Regions from separate parts of the Lactuca sativa genome. Here region 1 is linked to region 2. The links are chromatin contacts, called in public Hi-C maps. All regions are on one chromosome and are shown on one strand. Each heading gives the region's core, a stretch centred on a gene start, on an enhancer-like site or on the middle of the called end of the contact. The rest is flanking DNA. Distances are from core to core; before and after follow the strand shown. Region 1 holds the start of LOC111908366 (vicilin-like seed storage protein At4g36700). Region 2 holds the start of LOC111902976.

Region 1 (6,236 bases), core at 1,803-4,302, 140 kb after region 2:
TAAATTGTATACTATCGGTCTTAACTTCCTAAAGTCTTAATGTCTTGGCATTGATGCGTTCATCCTGATCTTAATTCTCACTAGAGGGCTTTAGCTGTGGGTGTGTTTCGTGGTGCTATTCCAATTCTAGTGTTTTGCTATAGTAAAAGAGAGTTTATTATACTATAAACCATAAAACCTTCTATGTTTATTTAAGCCAATGACATCGATATTATGGTCACAATTTGGTTGCCCACACAGTTTGACCTCTTTTATTAGTAAACAAGTTCATTAGATGTTCATAGAAACAAACATTTCTTCCTACGTACTTTTTATCCATCCTCACATTCCCCTTCATTCGATTCCACGACCGTTGCTGCCACCTTCCCCCTCCCCCACTCTTCCTCTCTCAGCCGCCTCATCCGCCTCTCTCTGCCTCCTTTGCATTTCTTCCTCTTCCCTTCTAGCTACTTCTCCTTCTCTTTCTTTCTCATCATGCCTCCATCCTCCTCCACCTCCTCCCTCCCTTTCCCTACCAGCTTCTTCTTCCTCAGCACACGACGTGCATTCATAGATGGCGTATTCTCTTTGAGCAGACAAAAGTTGATCAATTGTCGTGTTCCTGACATTAAAAGACTTGGTCAACACTTTTTTACCCAGCTTCCTGAGAATCGACGATTTTCCAGCTAGATATTGAGGATGATTTTTCTTTGATGTAATCGTGAACACAATGAAAACAAAGGAGTCGTTATTGAAGGATATTTGAGCCATCGGATGATATCTTGGCACTACAAACACATCACCTTCTGCAACTCTAAACTTTGAGTTCTTGCATAATGTTTGCTTCTCAATGGTAGGACAAACCACTGTAATCATTCCTTCTCCATGCAACACAACAGCTACCTCATCGCCATTTGGGTTCCAATGAGGTCCCATCATCACTCCCTTTAATTTGGAACAATAAAACACATAAAAAACATCATTTAGATTATAAAACCTTTCAACATTCTGAAAGAAACAAGTTTCCAACAACTGACCTTGGTGAGATTCACCATTACAACACCGAAATCAGTATCTTTCAACACATCCAATTGTTTTCTTGTCACAGTTGTACTCCATCCATAGCGATTTTCAACATCACGATCTGCCTTAAGAATATTGTATGCTTTCTTATCGTTTTCGACTTCGAAGAATCCATCATTCTTGGATCCAATGAAAGCTCTGATAGCTCGAGAACCAACTTCCCACATGGATGTATTCGTTTCAGGTTGTCCTTGCACAATCATAGATTGCTTCCCTTCTCTTAGCTCTTCTATCACTTCCTCCGACACCTGAAAAAGTTTAATGGCTTAATTTTGCTCTTAAACATAAGAGTGAGTGAGTGATCAGTGAGTTTACACTCAGGGATGACTGAAGGACTTTGTCATCAAACCCTAGCAGTAGATCTTGAACACTGGCGTAAGCTTTGGCGAATTGTCCGTTCTGCATTATGATGTGTAAATATGATCAGTCAATGTCTGATTACGAAACTAATAAAACAAAGATAAATTCAAGAGATTCAGAGTATATATATGCTTCTGTGTGTTTATATATATATATATATATATATATATATATATATATATATATATATATATATATATATATATATATATATATATATATATATATATATATATATATATAAGTTGATGCTCATACTTGTAGTTGGTCATCTGCAGCTGAAAAAATGGCGTAAATTTCAAGTTTCTGGGGGTCTTGGTAGTGTATGTCGTTTTGCAAGTAAAAAACAGTTTGGGGAGTCAGTCTGTAGATGTCTCCCTTCTGCAACTTTACTGTTCGGAGCTTATCGTCATCTTCCTCGACATTCATCCAGTTCAGAGTTCCACTGCCTGATCATATAACAAAGTACTCTTTATTAATTCAAATAGATACATGTTACTAAATACAGAAAGTTATTTTAGTAAGATTTTAGTTTCGGTTTTATTTATTTTTGTATTATCAGTACTACAAGTTATATTCTTTGACCAAGTGTTGTTTAAAATTATTTAAAAAAAATATTAAATAAAAAATAAAAAATTACATCAATTATGTAGTAAACTGGGTCGTTTGTTTTAAAAAGTATATATATTATCTCATTTGTACATTTTTTTTAAAAAAAATTCGTGTTTAGTAAGAATATTTTTAGAACTTTTAGCTTTTAAAAAAAATTGTTTAAAAATTACGAGCTTAAAATTTTATTTTAGGTAAATAAGTTTATAACTTAAAAAGTATTTAAAATTGCTGTTGATTTTTTTTTTTATAAGTTTGTAGGTTTTAGTTTATCTTATACTAAAGATAATTTCATATATAATTATTCAATTTTCTATTTTAATAAAAGGCCATTCTAACTTTTGGCTGAAATTTTAAATAAACTGTAATTCTTTTTCTTAAAAGATTAAACGGTTAACTTCTTTTTTTAAACAGCGAAACTAATAATTTTAAATATTCACTAAACCTTAAAGTCTTACACTATTATATAATATTGTTTTATGATTTTATTTTGTTTTATTTTTTCTTTTTTGAGTCGGAGAGTTCAAAATTTAAAGTCGTGTCTATAAACACTTGTATATCAATGATCAATCTTCAAAAAGTCACACACAATTGTGGATTTGAGATATATAAAGTGGTCTGGAAATCGAGTTTAGGAACGCATATATATTATACCTGAATTAACATAGAAAACCATTTGTGAATAAAGATGAACAGGAAGGAATAGAGAGTTAGCGTCCATGGTAATAAAATGGAGGTGGTAGCAACCATTTTCACCATCACTAATCTTAACGCCTGAGACTTCACCAAACTCCGACGACTCTAAAGGCCACCTCTCTTCTTTCCTCACCGTAGGTCCGTCACTCACCGGCACAGTACCGCCGTGAACACCACCAGCTAAACCTGTTGCTGCAATTGCATGCGGGAAGTGGGGAATGAAAGGTACTAGAAAGTATGCAAAGATTACAAGTCGAAGTGAAAAAGAATTGTCCCTCATTTTCGTAAATGTTTTTTCTTGAAAGTGTGCGTGGGGTGATAATTGATAAAGGCGTTAAATAGAGGGATCAGTGTCGTGTGACGTGGCATTGGGTGTTGGACACGTCAATGGGAGGTGGTGCGAAACGGGTGCACCCTCGATTCATAGTGTTGGTCGTATTCGGGTTTTACATGCAGTGGTTACTCGTTATAGGCATTTTCCAGCTCTTTCTCTTTTTGGAATTAATGGTTTGAAATTATATGAAATTTTTTTACTTTTTATCCTTAAATTTATAATTTTTTGTTTATATTTTTATCTTATGTATTTTTTTTTTCATATTATACATATTCAAACAGAAAAATCATATAAATATGTATATTAAAAAAATATATACTTAGGGTAACGGGTAAAAGTGTAAAAATATTATAAATTTAAGGATAAAAACGCATAAAAATGGTAAACTTAAGGTTTTTTTGCGAATTTAATATAATGGTAATCTGAAAAACCTGTTATCACCGGTAAAAGGATAAAACCGAACATTTTTTCAAAAATGTTTGGGTGAAAATGGACATAAATTTCAACTTTGAGCAAAACCGACAAAACCTTCAAAATTTGATGGTTTTTATGACATTAACCTTATAAAATATTCTGCAAAAAAAAACAAAAAAAACAAACGAATATTTAAGAAGTGTTAACTGATTTCTTCATAGTATGGATACGCAAAATGACAATTATCTTTCTCGTAATTGAATACAATAAATTTTATGTAAATTTGTTTAACCCGTCAACATAAAATATAACAAATGTACCAAATTCTCATGCGCCAACAATCGCACTTTTAAAAAGGGAAATGTAATTTTGAATCAAACAAATTAAAATAAACTTTATAATGCTCAGATCAAAACACTGTACAAAAATATTATTTAATTAATAAACATAATAAAAAATCAAAGTAAACCTTAAAAATACAAGGGCTGGTATGGGTTGTCAGTCGATCTTTACTCTTTGTATTGTGGCTTTGTGCATCTCCATGAAAGACAAAAAAGGACTTCAATTTGAATTTAAGGATTCATATTTTAAAAGATGCAACAATAATTAATATAATCAACTTTAATTTTAAATGTCACCACTAAAAAAATAATTGAATAGCTTAAATTACGGAGGATTCATTAATAAGGACACCGTCCATCCAAAAGCCTAACATTCATTGGTGAGTGTCATTTTTAGTAAAATTGTCCAAGACATAGAAGTTTACTCACATGCCGATTAGGCAGAAAATAATTTTTTAGTGTCTAAGGGTCCCACATGGTCAGAATTTTCTTATGACTATTCCTATTGACGGTTTTGGCCAGCATATGTTGCCATTGGAGTATCGTGTCATCCCCAAGTATCGCCTTATGATCCCTTTATTTCCGGCTGACAAGACTTGCCCAGTTTGTAACAAGGCATGCTTGGACTCCTTTGGGGAGCATGCAGTTCATTTTAAAGAGCTCCCAGGTTTCAAGTACCGACATGATCTAGTTAAGGATGTTCTTTTGGACATATTTAGGCGTGCTGAGGTTTCTGCCAAGAAAGAGGCACATGTGAACTTTTTGACTGATCCATTGGAAGGAAGATCAACACTTAGATCAGCTGATGTTTTAGTATTTGGATAGGCTGGAGGAAAGCATGCATGTGTCGATCTAACAAGGGTTTTCCCTCTTGTGGGCTTGTGGAGTGGGGTTTTCACTGTAGGGCAAACTGTTTTAAAAGTTACATCAAGCAAAAGTGGCAAAACATGAGAAAGCGTGCATGTAAAATCAACACACGTTTATAGCTTTTGCATTTGATACTTCACTTTTCTTGTGCCAGAAGTTGTGGAGCTATTCAATAGAGTTCAACGGGTCATGCATAATAATGTTATGACCCTAAGATCTATAGATGTTGTTTTTTAAAAGAATTAGGTTTGCCATCCAAAAGGGGTTGCGGCATAGCTTGTTGCTCGTTTACCCGCTACGTCTATGTAAAATTTTGTTCTTTATTTAACTTATATAAAAATTAAAAGTTGAAGACAATTACCATGGAAGCATGGAACATGCTTAAGAATTTATAAGGAAAGAATGTTATTGTATCAAAATAAATTTGGTCATTTAACTAATTTAGTGACTAAAGTTCTTTTTTTTTTACAAAATTTTGTCTTTAAAGTAAGAAATTATATGTCAATTACACCATTATACATCGGACAATGGGAACAACTAGTTCCATTCCTGATGCGACATTTAAATAAATTAGACAAAAAAGTTTTGAAAGTCGCATAAGTAATCCACCTCACATTAATTAAAGTAAAGAAGTTACTCTCATTTTTGTTCCCTTCTCAGTGACCAGGAACGAAACAAAAAAATCTAGGGTGTAATCTTGTTTCTCTGATCGAACAGCCAAGCATCCAACAATGTCAAGTGGAGCTAACTTCCAAGGTGTTTTTCTCTAAAATCCTTTCTCATATAATCATGGTATCAAATTCACATTCATTAATCATGATTGTGCTAAAATGACATACTTTGATTGTATCACCTTTCTCGAACGTTTCATGAAAAAGAGTATAAATAAGTTATTTTAGTGAAAGGCTAGATAAGCCCCTTTTATTCGGGATTACTCTTATTGCAAATGATGGAGACTATGTTGGTTTCATTTTTATGCTTATGGAACTGATGGTATAATTCCCACCTATGTGGACTATGTTGGTGTAGGAATAGAGGATTGGTATGGTCCTGAGATAGAAGAAGATAGTGAGGATTCATGTATTCATAATGGGGAATATGAAAAGGAAATTGATAACCTTAGAGATGAGGAGTTACACTTTAATGAGAATATAGTTGTTGGATCTATATGCCGAAGAATCATTATGGAGTGATATTGCTAATAATATATGATCCTATAGGGTCACACCTTTATCAAGTTGGCATATTTGTATATTTATTATTAATATGATTATTAACAAATAATATCGATTCTTGTATTTTAATTAGGGTATAATTATTGTTTTGTAAAAATAATAATTATAAGAGAGTATCACAAGTTTATTATTTCATATGGTATGAATTAATAAGTCATGCACAACATTTTGGACTAGTTGGATTCTTTTGTCTTTTACCTAAAAAGAAAATTTATATTTCATAAACGTGGAGTGTATAAAAAATAAAGAATCTTACTTTTTAAAATGCATAATGATGGTATGGGAGGTTGCTTTTTCAACCTTCAACATTTTGTCTCC
Region 2 (5,589 bases), core at 1,310-3,809:
AAATTAGCAGATGGAGTCTAAATGAAAGTTATAGATCTCGTTGATAACTGTGCGCGGATATTAACACGACGAAAAAGGAGCTCATATAAGCAAGTTATGGATTTTTTAAGAAATTAGTAAAATTCACGTGCAGCCATGCGCACTGACATACCACCCAAATCGCGACACATGGCATCATAAGAAAGTGACACATCACCCCTTCTGACCATATTTGTGGTGCCCATTTCAAAAATTCCTATAAATAGCTGCATTTCGTATATGCTGCTCATATCTTGCCCCTACAACCTCTCTCTCTCTCTCTCAATTCTCCATCCTGTAGCCCATGTTTCCTTAGTTTTCTGGTAGTCGGTAAAGCCATGCGACCCCCCCTTCTCTAAAGTACCCGACTAATAGTAGCTACCTAGACGAAGCTCCCGGGTCAGAGTTATGCCCGCATAATTCTAGGTTTTTGTTAAATTACTCTATAAGTCAAGTTGCTTATTTATTTTAAGTGTAACTTTTAATTATAGTCATAATCATTATTATGAACCTATAATTAAGATTTATCAGTGATTCTAAGTCATTATATTGATTGATCTACTTACGGGAGTGATGTTTAGATTGGATTTAGTGAGGTGTTTAAAGTGGGATTTCCAAACAATATATTATGTATACTAAATGGTACCTCCGATATGATCCTACATGGTTATTCCTTACTTAATAGATATTGATGTAGACATTGAGATTATTGAGGAATCTAGATTATCATTAAATAGTTGCAAGGATTATGAAACTAGACTAAGACTTAGTGCTTTATACATTTAGGTCTTTGAGAAGTGTTAAGGCGAAGTGTTGCCCTAACCCCTAGTCACCTACTTTGTCAGGTGAGTGTGTAGTTACTTTTAATAACATAATTTAGTAAAAGTATATATTAAATGTTATATGTTTGATTTATACTATGTGCTACTTTTATACCTTTAATAGTATGGCGTACTAGAAATTGTACTACACATAGTTTGCCTTTAGTAGAATTTTGGATTAGTTATAATAAGACATGCATAAGGTGTTTAGTTCCCAATAAGTTGGACATTATTTAGGTCTCATTCAGGGGTGGAGTGTGAGATCAGAGTGGAGTGTAGTAGTCCTCATCTTTCTTAGATGACTAAAAATGGTGGGTCCATATCAGACAACTAGCAAGTATGTCTGGTTCATTGACCAGAGTAGATGACAACACTTGACTATTCTAGGCGGTCTAGTGAATTACATTACTAGCGTGAACTTATAACCTACAGACATAGATAAAATATTTATCAATAACTCTAAACATTGGTTGCCTTTATATGACTTACACTGGCCATGGACTCCCCTAGCTGTGTAGTCAACCAGATACTCAAATGGTTTATCAGGTAGGGTGATTCCTCCAGATAGTGGTTGACTTAGGATTCGTGAGAATCAGTTGGGCTGGGTAGATGTCTTTAAGGATATTTATGTCATATTTTATATACCTATATTATATGTCAATGATTGTTTTGCAGGAATGATATTATGATTTATTATCATTAAATTATTATGGGCTTAAAAACCCTATGCATCTCATCAGGTTTCCCAAACCTGACCCACTCATTTTATGTGCATCACAGGTAGTGGATGTAAGGCTGTTGAAGCTTAGTTAGGTTGCTGAGTGAAATAAGAGATGTGCCTGTTATAGTATTTCAGGACCTTTTATATATTTACGCTGTAATGTATGTTTTAATATGAACAATGACATCCTCGGAATTTAATATAACGAAATAAATTTTGTTATCTCAATATGTTTTAATTAACTAGGAATTTCCGCCTCTCGATTAAATAAAGCATAAATAAAACGTTTTAATTGGTTATGAAAATTAGAGGATGTCACATTTGGTATCAGAACATTAGTTTAAGCGAACTAGGAAATTAGGTAAATTCTAGACTTAAACTTAGAAGCTAAGTAGGAACGGTGAGTTTTGCGATAGAATGATTTAGGGTAGATGCCTTAGTTGCTTTAGATCTTAACACTAGCATATTATAGGAAGAATGCTTTAACTGCTAATTATGTGCTAAATATGTATGTAGTAAGTAATATATCACCTTATTAAAACTACTCGCCTATACGACTATAAAACATCATGACAATCACGAGGAACGATAGAGTCGTCAATAATGAAGGAGTTCCAACACCTCAAAACGTCGGAGCAGGAGCTACTCAAATTTCGATGAAGAAAAGCTAGAGCAATGATGCGAGAAATGCTCGATCAACAACGACGTAATTTTAGGGAGCTCTTGGCTCAGGAACCAGCTAATAGGAGCGCCAGTGATCAATGAATCGGTGGTTGTTGAAAAGTCAACAACAATCCGATTCCTTCTCATCCGGAAATGGTTCAAGAAAGAAATAATGATGACTACGAAAGTTATCAAGGACCAAAGCAACCAAAGGTCCAAATGATTGATGAAACTAGGGGCTATTGTAAGTATAAGGACTTCAAGAATTGCAAGTCGTCGTCATTCAACAGGAAGGAGGATCCGGTGGGAGTAATGGACTAGATCTTGAAACTGGAGATGGCTTTTGTCACATGTGGTTGCACTGGCAAGATTCAAAACGCCTACGTTGTGAGGCAATTTAAGGTTGCATCGATCCGTTGGTGGAATACGTTGGGGAAAACATTAATCCCCAACAAGACATTGCAACTGAGGTGGGAAGAGTGTTTGACCCACTTCAAGCGGACTTTTTCTTCAGCTGAGGACATGTTGGATTTGGAGAATCAACTCCTAACGTTGAAAAAGGGAAGCATGATAGTTGATGAGTACACCGATGCTTTCACTGACAAACTGGAGTTTGCACTGCGAGTGGTCCCTGACGAACTGGCCAAGATTGATAGGTACTCCAAGGGACTCCCATGGGAGTATTATGTGCTATTAAAGCAGGCATCGACTTTTGAGCTGGCTATCTGGGTTGCAAATTCTGTGGAGAATATGATTACGAAAAGGACCACCGACAGAGCTGAAGTCGATGGGAAGAGGAAAGTTGATGGGTCCTCAGGAATCAAGAAGAAGAATAATAATAAGAAGAAGAAGATGTTTTTGAAGTCAAGCAGCAAGCCTGGAAGCAACCAAGAAGGGAAGTGGTGCGATCAGTGCAAGAAAAAACACTTCGAAGACTGTGTCGTTTGCTTCAAGTGTAAGAAGCCTAGGAATATTTCTACAAATTGCCTAGTGAAAGGAAAAGTTTGTTTCAGTTGTGGAGAGGAAGGGCACATGAACGCAGAGTGCCAAAAAGCTGTGAAGCAAACTTCTAGAATCCTGCCATCAAAGCCTAAGGGTCGAAGCTACCAGATGACTCTCAATGAAGCAAAGGAAGAGACAAATATTGCTTCAGGTACATTCTTATTTAATCAAATTCCTGTAAAGATATTATTTGATTCTCGAGCAGATCATTCATTTATATCGCATGAATTTGGTAGAAAACTTAGATTATCACCACTTAAGGCTAAGTACCCATAATCTTAGTAGAAGTAGCTGGTGGTAGGAATGTATATTGTAGTAATAAGCTAGAGGCCATAACTATTGACTTAAATGGAAACGAATTTCATCGAGAGCTTTTACCTTTCAAGTTAAGTGAGTTCAACGTACTTCTCAGAATGGATTGGTTGGGAGAAAACCTCACAAAGATTTTATGTGGACGGAAGATGGTACGTATTAATCCCCCTGGAAGAAATCCATTTGTTGTATATGGAGACAAGAGTAGAATAAAATTTGGAATCATTACGATGATGAAAGCCATAAAATTCCTAGTCAGGGGATATACGACATTCTTAGCATACATGATAGATGTGAAGAAAGAGAAGAAGGAAATGACTAATATATGTGTTGTGCGAGTTTTTCCTGAGGTATTACCAAATGAATTACCAGGATTACCACCAGAGAGACAGGTAGAAATCAGGATCGAATTATTGCTAGGTACGATGCTGATTGCAAAAGTATCGTATCGTTTAACGCCTACATAAATGAAGGAGTTAATGACACAACTCCATGAGTTATTGGACAAAGGTTTTATAAGACCTATTTCATCACCCTAGGGAGCTCCCGTATTTTTCATAAAGAAGAAAGACGGTACTATGACAATGTGTATTCACTATAGAGAAAATCGTTATCAGAGTACAAATCAAAATCATAGAATGTAGAACACTGGTGGATGTCGTGCGATCATACCATGCTTTTCTCCTTCAAACCAGAGGTACCTGAAACCATAAACATAAACTATAAGCACAAAGCTTAGTGAGTTCCCCAAAATACCATATACCATACATATAACGAGCCTAAACCAACATCCATCAGGCCTCGCCTGGTAGAAATCTGTCAATAACATGTGGTGGGCCTCGCCAAACACATTCATTGGGCCTTGAAAGTTATCGGGCCCCACCCAGTAGACATACCAACACATGAAAGAGTCATAGAGACAACTAGAATCCTATAACATAATCCAATGGGCTGTCATTGGTGCCTTTGACCCGTAAGTACTGTGAGAAGACTCAACTCTCAGACGATAATCAACTGCTATTGCTCTCGCTGCCGAACCACATGTGCTATACCCCTCCTAGACATTCATATAAGGTAAACCCTTAGTTCACCTTCCCAAAACTAATAGTTGATTAAAATTTAACTTAGGTTAAAGAGTCAACGGTTAACAGTAAGGAAGTCAAAAATCCATCAGCACCCTTTTATGTTGTAGGCAAAAAAACGACGAAATAGTCGACTGGTATCTGGTTGCCACACCGTGGCGACCTAGTGCTACACCGTGGGGACCAGTCTGAATGGCTTATTCAAGTTAAGCTACCCTTAAATCGTTTCCAATGGCTCAAAATCCTAGATCTACTCTTTTTCCAATATCTTGATGGATAAAGTTTCCAACTTTATCCATTAAGACACTATATTAAGACAATATCTCAAAACCTAGGTTCTAAAGGTCATTTAAGAGGTTTAACTCAACCATTAAGTCCTTAATCACAAAATACACAGACCCAAACTTTCCAGAAAGCTTCTATGGGTCCTAACGATCACTAAAAATGTAAACTTTATGGACATGCATGCCCCATGCATGTCCTCCCTCAAATCTAGGTCAAAAGAAGAAATGAGACCTAAAGCTCAAGCAAGATTTCCAAATCATAACCATTTCTCACATCTATGAGATATAATGTCCTTGGGACTCCTAAAAGTCATAAAGTTGCAAACTTTATCTCTTTGCTCCACTCAAAATTCAATAAAAGAGTTTATTAGGAAAATTAACTCTCGATATCTAAGGTGAAGATAAAAGACTAGATCAAGAGCCTTGAAATTGGTACAATAAGGTGCTTTCAGATGTTGGGGAGTATTGCTTGCTGGTCTCTTGCACAAATCTTCCTCTACTTCCCTAAAAATGACCAAAAGCTAGCAAATGAGCTCCAAAAGCTTCAAAAAAGATAAGGGTTAGGGTTTTTGAGGGTTTGAGAGTGATGGAGGCTAAAGATGAATAAACCCTAGCCTCTTAATTACTTTAAATAGGGTGCAAAGCCCAGAAATTAGGGTTTGATTAAAATCAGTTGCCACGTCGTG

The links. A called contact is a pair of places that touch in the nucleus more often than the background predicts.
Region 1: a Hi-C map of seed shows a contact between it and region 2, with 9 times the contacts expected there. The contact joins the promoter of LOC111908366 here to the promoter of LOC111902976 in region 2. A contact is called at or near these places in 2 of 4 Hi-C or Micro-C datasets (leaf and seed).

What each region holds. Positions count from the first base shown.
Region 1 is chr2:168,824,559-168,830,794 of Lsat_Salinas_v11, forward strand. LOC111908366 (vicilin-like seed storage protein At4g36700) reads right to left here and starts at 3,053. Exons shown (of 5, transcript XM_023904192.3): 1 at 2,686-3,053; 2 at 1,681-1,871; 3 at 1,378-1,461; 4 at 1,017-1,310; 5 at 166-924. The coding sequence starts at 3,007. The coding sequence ends at 334.
Region 2 is chr2:168,681,272-168,686,860 of Lsat_Salinas_v11, forward strand. It overlaps LOC111902976, which reads left to right and starts at 2,560. Exons shown (of 1, transcript XM_023898772.1): 1 at 2,560-3,501. The coding sequence starts at 2,560. The coding sequence ends at 3,501.